Regions from separate parts of the Mus musculus genome. Here region 1 is linked to region 2. Evidence: chromatin contacts called from public HiChIP or PLAC-seq data. All regions are on one chromosome and are shown on one strand. The core of a region is the stretch at or near the end of the contact, and the rest is flanking DNA. Distances in the headings are between cores, read along the strand shown.

Region 1 (2,700 bases), core at 48-2,547, 68 kb after region 2:
AACACAGTGACCTCCTGCGGTCTAGTGCCTACAGGATGACATATTAAAAAACATTATTCAGTGACCCAAAAGAAATTTTTAACTAATTAATTTGTGTTTTCAAAAACACCAGAGAAGAGCCCTCTTATAACTACAATGGCATAGAAATGAATAGACTTTTCTCCTTCACTCAATAATTATCTGTAACCCAGAGATGCTGTCCCTAAGCCCTTTTACACACATGCGTGCACACACAGTCACTCTCACCACATCCTCTGGGCCTGTTCTTTGCCTTCCTCCTCCCACTCAGCCACAGAGTCTACACTGACTTAGCTTCTCTGACATAATTTGCAGCATTGTGAGGTCTTGTGTAAAATATTCAAGGCCAGCGCTAGCAAGGCTTCTGTGAGCGGTCAGCAGGAGAGAAAGAAAGGGAAGAGGCACATCTGAGACACGCTAGCAGCTCTTGTCTCTGTCACATCTAACCGAAACTATAAAAAGTGCCTTGCATATTTTTGAGTGCTTAGAACTACATGTGTAAACCTGGCACATATCTGGCGTGTGGTTTACACAGAGTTGTTGGCTACTACTTTTATAATTTCCATTTGTTTCCTCCTGTTTTCTTTTTTTCCTGTTTTGATTTTTTCAGACAGCGTCTACATAGTCTTGGCCTTCCTGTAATTGCTATATAGACCAGGCTGGCCTCGAACTCACAGTGATCCACCTGCTGCTGCTTCCTGAGCGCTGGGATTAAAGGCATGTCTCATCGTGCCTGGCTCTTATTGTTTCCTTTCAATATCATTACATTGTTTGTGTGTGTGTATGTGTGTCTGTGTGTGTGAGAACTCACTCACAAATGTAAAGATCAGAGGACAACTTACAGGAGTCAGTTCAAGCCTAATGACCAGAATTTGATCCCTGGGACCTCCACAGTGGAGAGAATCTATACTTGCAATCACTCCCACACCCCACCCACCCCCACCTCTCTCCTCTCTCTTTCACACACACACACATACACACAAACACACACAACTCACACAGACACACAAACACACTCACACATACACCCATACAAACAAACACATGCAGTTTTAAGCATTTAAGACTCTTTACGGTTAAGCCTTAATCGGTGCCTTTGTTTTTATTCTTTCTTTTGTCTTTTGGTTTTCAAACTTACAGTCCTACATGACTTTTTTTTTTTAACATAACAATATTTAGTAAAAGCCTCACCTTGTGAATAAGTGTATTATAGAGGCTTCAGTTGGTAGAGAGGGCTCGCCCTTCCCTGCACCAGGCAGATAGAGCACTCGGGTACCGTGCTGAGTCACAGCTGGGCAGCCATCCTGCTACAGCTCAGCCTATCTTCCAGAGCTTTCAGCGACAAGCCTGGTGTGCTGCGTGTCTCTCCTCACCCTAAAAGGTCTCAACCCTGATCATTTCCACCCAAGTCTCCTTAAACACTTAGCTTCTCTCACGAATTTCTGCCTCCAAATCCATTTAACTCTAGTATATCACAAATGTCCTAAGTGGAAAACTGGCTTGAGTCACACCCTACCCCACCAGCAGATCTCTGCCAAAAGATCTGCTTCCTTGTAAACATCTCTTAACAGATAGGAATCCTAGATTCTGAGCTCCACCACTATGACTACCACCATCCCCTCCCACTCAAAGTCAACGTATGCCCTCAGGGAAATGGAGCTAGCCTAATTCCTACCTCTCTCTGGATCTTTCTCCTCTAGAGACTATAATTGTACCATTAAATCTGTACTTCTTTGTCAGTATTCAAGGACCAGCTTTATACATTTCCCATTGTATTCTCTTCACATAACATAGATTCCACACTATCTAGCTTCTCTGACTGTCCTGGGAGGGAGAAGCGGTCTGAGGTGATCTCTAGATGCAGACGTAGTTGTTATCATGAGCTCTCATCCACCTTTGTCACCCGACTACACACACACAGCACAGTCTCTAATTCACCCCAGCCACTCCGTGTTTTCACTGCCAGGTTCATGAGCTTCCGCACAAGTCAGAGTATAGGTGAGTGTGTTTGATATTCCCTCTCCTCCACCTCTTCATTTGCAGCAGCTTTCTGGACAAGACACATGCTGCACTAATCAGATCCTAGCCATTGGTGTCAACCTATCAGGCTCCTCGGCTGTAAAAGTTACATAACCTTTCCATCTACACTTTGCACAATGCTTTAAGCCTTAGTCAAATGCAGTCAGAAGTGTACTTTCCATTCCCTGGTTTTTTGTTTTGTTTTGTTCTGTTCTGTTCTGTTCTGTTCTGAAATTTGCTCCATTTCTGTCTTCCTCAAAGTTTGTTTTATTTGGGTATCTGACTTTCATCAGAAAAGATTTACCCAGTCTTTCTGATCAATAGTATTCTCTGTCTTTATATTATATGATAACAGTTCTTGGAGACAAGAACAAACATCTCTCCATTCTACATAGGAAATTGATGACAGACCAAAGTAGAGACACCACTAAAGTCCAGTTTGGTGAATCAATGAGTTCTATTGGGATTCCTTAGGGGAATATGGGCAAGGGGTTACTTACAGGAACAGAAATGACTCAGAGACAGCTGCATTACCAAAAACCCACACCAGCATGGGCGACGGCTCACAAAGGCCTGAAACCAGGAACACAGTGCATAGCTGCAGGCAGCTGGACAAGAGTAGGCAGGGCAGAGTGTTCTTAACAGGTAACTGACTTGGTCTGT
Region 2 (2,700 bases), core at 143-2,642:
TTTACTTTAGTTTACTTTGTAATTAATGATTTCGTGAACATTTTTGTCTCCTTTGAGAATTACCTTAGAATTGGTTTCTATAAGCTTAAAGGCTCAAGTTGGGCACTAGGGATATAGCCAGAGGAAGAATTTGTTTTGCATCAATCTCTAGGAGGAAGAGAGAGAAGAAAAGGGAGAGTAGGAGAGAGGGAGGGAGCAAAGAGGGAGCGAGAAAGGGAGGAAGGGAAGGAGAGGGAGGGAGGGAGGGAGGGAGGGAGAGAGGGAAGGGAAGGGAAGAGAAGAGGGAAAAGGAAAGTAAAAGAAAATACGTTTTAAGCCAGGTTGTGGTGCTCACACTTGTAATCACAATATTCAGGAGGGTCGAGACAGGAGGATTACTTGAGCAACATGAGTTTCACTTGCAGAGGATCCAGCGCCCTCTTCTGGCCTCTTCAGGCACTGCGCACTCAGCACACAGACATGCAATTAGGTAAAAACACTCATACTCGTACAATAACACTAAATAAACATTTAAAAGACAAAAACAAAAGAAACGAAGCAATGAGGCCATCTTTTTTTAACCTCAAAAACTTTTCATAGACAGACTCTAAATCTGTCCCTTGTAACTCATTAAAATCTTTTTATATCAGCCTCCCACCTAGAATATCTGCTTAATAGTATTTTCCTTAATTATTTCATGAAAGATTAAGAGAAGTAAAAATAATTCTAGTATTCCTACAGTCCAAATTGAGACATACATTACTTTAACAAATACATTAGCAATGCATTAACAAATGCCATTGGATCAGGCATGGTGGCATGCACCTGTAAGACCAAAAAACAGAGACACTGTAAAAAAAAAAAAAAAAAAAGGCAATTTTCTTTTACGAGGGGACAGGGGACACGATGGCCATTGTTTGTGCACTTCCATACCCAAATCATAGCTTACTGCATGGTACAGCTCACCACCAGGGTTACTGAGTAAGAGTTGGCCAACTGAAGAAAGTTGTGGACAGGAAAAGTTAAAGGCAAGAACACAGTAGATCTTGTGTTTGATGGGGGGGGGGGGGTACGAAGAGAAAGTTATCTTCACTATGTTTTTCTGAAATCTACAACTGCTCATGGACCCTAGAGGACTATTCTCAGGACACCCTAGAACTTGAGCGACAACTCCAGGAATGAAGCTGAGTGATTCCCGAGGTCCGGAGCTCGCGGGTGAGGGGCCTTGTGCAGTGAGATGGCCTGATGCCTCACACCCTGGGGCCACAAGCGGCACCAAAGTGATGTCTGAACTTGAGGAGCCTGAGGGGAAGAAGGCCCAGGCGGCGGGAGACTCAGTGGGAGGAGCCTCTGGGAGGGGCGGTGCTACAAGGGGAGGTCCCTATAAGAGAGGAACTCTGAGGCTGAGCCAGCGGAAGGAAGGCGTGCAGGTGCTGAGCTTGAGGTGAGTGAAGGGAACTTCTGAGACGGAGTGGTGGGTGCGCTGAGGGTGCTACCTGAAGAGGGACTCCAGAGAAAGGTGCCCGAAGTGGGGACTCTCTTCAGCAGGTACCTGAGAAAAAATTCGCCTGAGGGAGTTACCAGAACTCGGGGTTGACGGGTTGCCCCAGAAAGAGACTCCTGAAGGAACATGAAGGGAAGGTCTGAGGGGGGACACCAACCGGGTGTCTGGAGGCGTACCTTCCAATTGAAAAATAGTTGCCTAAGTGAGCGACTTAGGTTCTAGGCTGGAGCTTTGGAGCACTAGAGCGTTGCTTTTGTTTGCTGGGGAAGGGGTAACCAAGCAGGAAAGCCTGAGGGACTTGCCCTGGGGAAGGCATCTGAGGTGGACTCTTGAGGGAGCGGAGCCTGAGGTGACCATATCTGAGGGGCAGTGCCTGAAGGAGTTCTCTTGAGTAATCTCCTGAGGAGTTCCCTCGAGAGGCCGTGCCCGAGGTGAGCTTTCCCAGAGATGGCGCTCTCTCTAGGACCAGACAGCCTGACTGAATGGTAATAATGTTCAGTCTTCAGACCTCTGGGCTAAGGAAAGACTGAAGGGCTTGGGAGTCAGAATTGCGCCTCAGAGGTTGGTTTGAGAACACACCTTAGATCCGTGTATCTGGGCGGGTACGAAGGTGCAGCCCGAGAACTGCATCACCATCGCTGGGTCGGTGAAGTCCACTAGGGCTTGGTCGCTTGAGGGGTGACAGGACTAGAGAGGCCCAAGGCCTAAGACCCGCTCTGGCCAGAGCCCTCTGACTGACTGACAGAAGGAAGAATTAATTCATTCTCATTCTTTCATTCATTCATTCTTTCATTCATGCATGCATTCTTTCCCCCTCAATGTCGTGTGTGGGGGGAGGAGTCTGCCTGTCCCCCCCATCTCTGTCTCTGTCTCTCTAACTCTGTCTCTCTGTCCCTCTCTCTTCTCATCTGTCTATCTTTCTGTCTCTGGTCTGGAACTAAGGGTGATATCTCTGTTGGGGTTCAGGAATCACCACACAAAACATACAATCACTGATCTCAGTTAAGCAGAATAGTTTATGTGAGACATAGCTCAGAATTATCTGAAGTATAACAATGGACATCTTTGTCTGTTAGCTTATAAAGGGAAAAAACATGAAAACTATAATGAGTACAGGAAGTACTACCCAGTGGGCCAGCTCTGACTCAAGGTATTTTAGACATAACAACTCATAATTGACCTTTAACTTGATGGGTCCTAGGTGAAGCTTTGTAGAA

What was found. HiChIP or PLAC-seq counts read pairs in DNA pulled down with a chosen protein or histone mark.
Region 1: a CTCF HiChIP or PLAC-seq map of the NIH/3T3 cell line shows a contact between it and region 2, with 9 read pairs. The contact joins the enhancer-like site here to the promoter of M1ap in region 2. A contact is called at or near these places in 1 of 15 datasets of contacts at CTCF or cohesin (the NIH/3T3 cell line), 3 of 115 datasets of contacts at active chromatin or transcription factors (effector CD8 T cells, embryonic stem cells and pancreatic cancer cells) and 3 of 9 other capture datasets (adipose tissue, liver and pancreatic islet).

The regions. Positions count from the first base shown.
Region 1 is chr6:83,013,349-83,016,048 of GRCm38.p6, forward strand. All of the region lies in intron 7 of M1ap (meiosis 1 associated protein), which reads left to right. The region is part of intron 2 of Gm32644 (a long non-coding RNA gene); the gene reads right to left. Among named protein-coding and RNA genes, the nearest start is that of Gm32644, 7.8 kb to the right of the region's middle. Within about 2 kb of position 1,298, at least 157 of the 459 cell types and tissues checked have an H3K27ac peak or open chromatin away from gene starts, as enhancers often do. A contact at or near this core is called in the NIH/3T3 cell line, effector CD8 T cells and pancreatic cancer cells, where this site is marked.
Region 2 is chr6:82,945,530-82,948,229 of GRCm38.p6, forward strand. It overlaps M1ap (meiosis 1 associated protein), which reads left to right and starts at 1,393. Exons shown (of 10, transcript NM_033079.2): 1 at 1,393-1,423.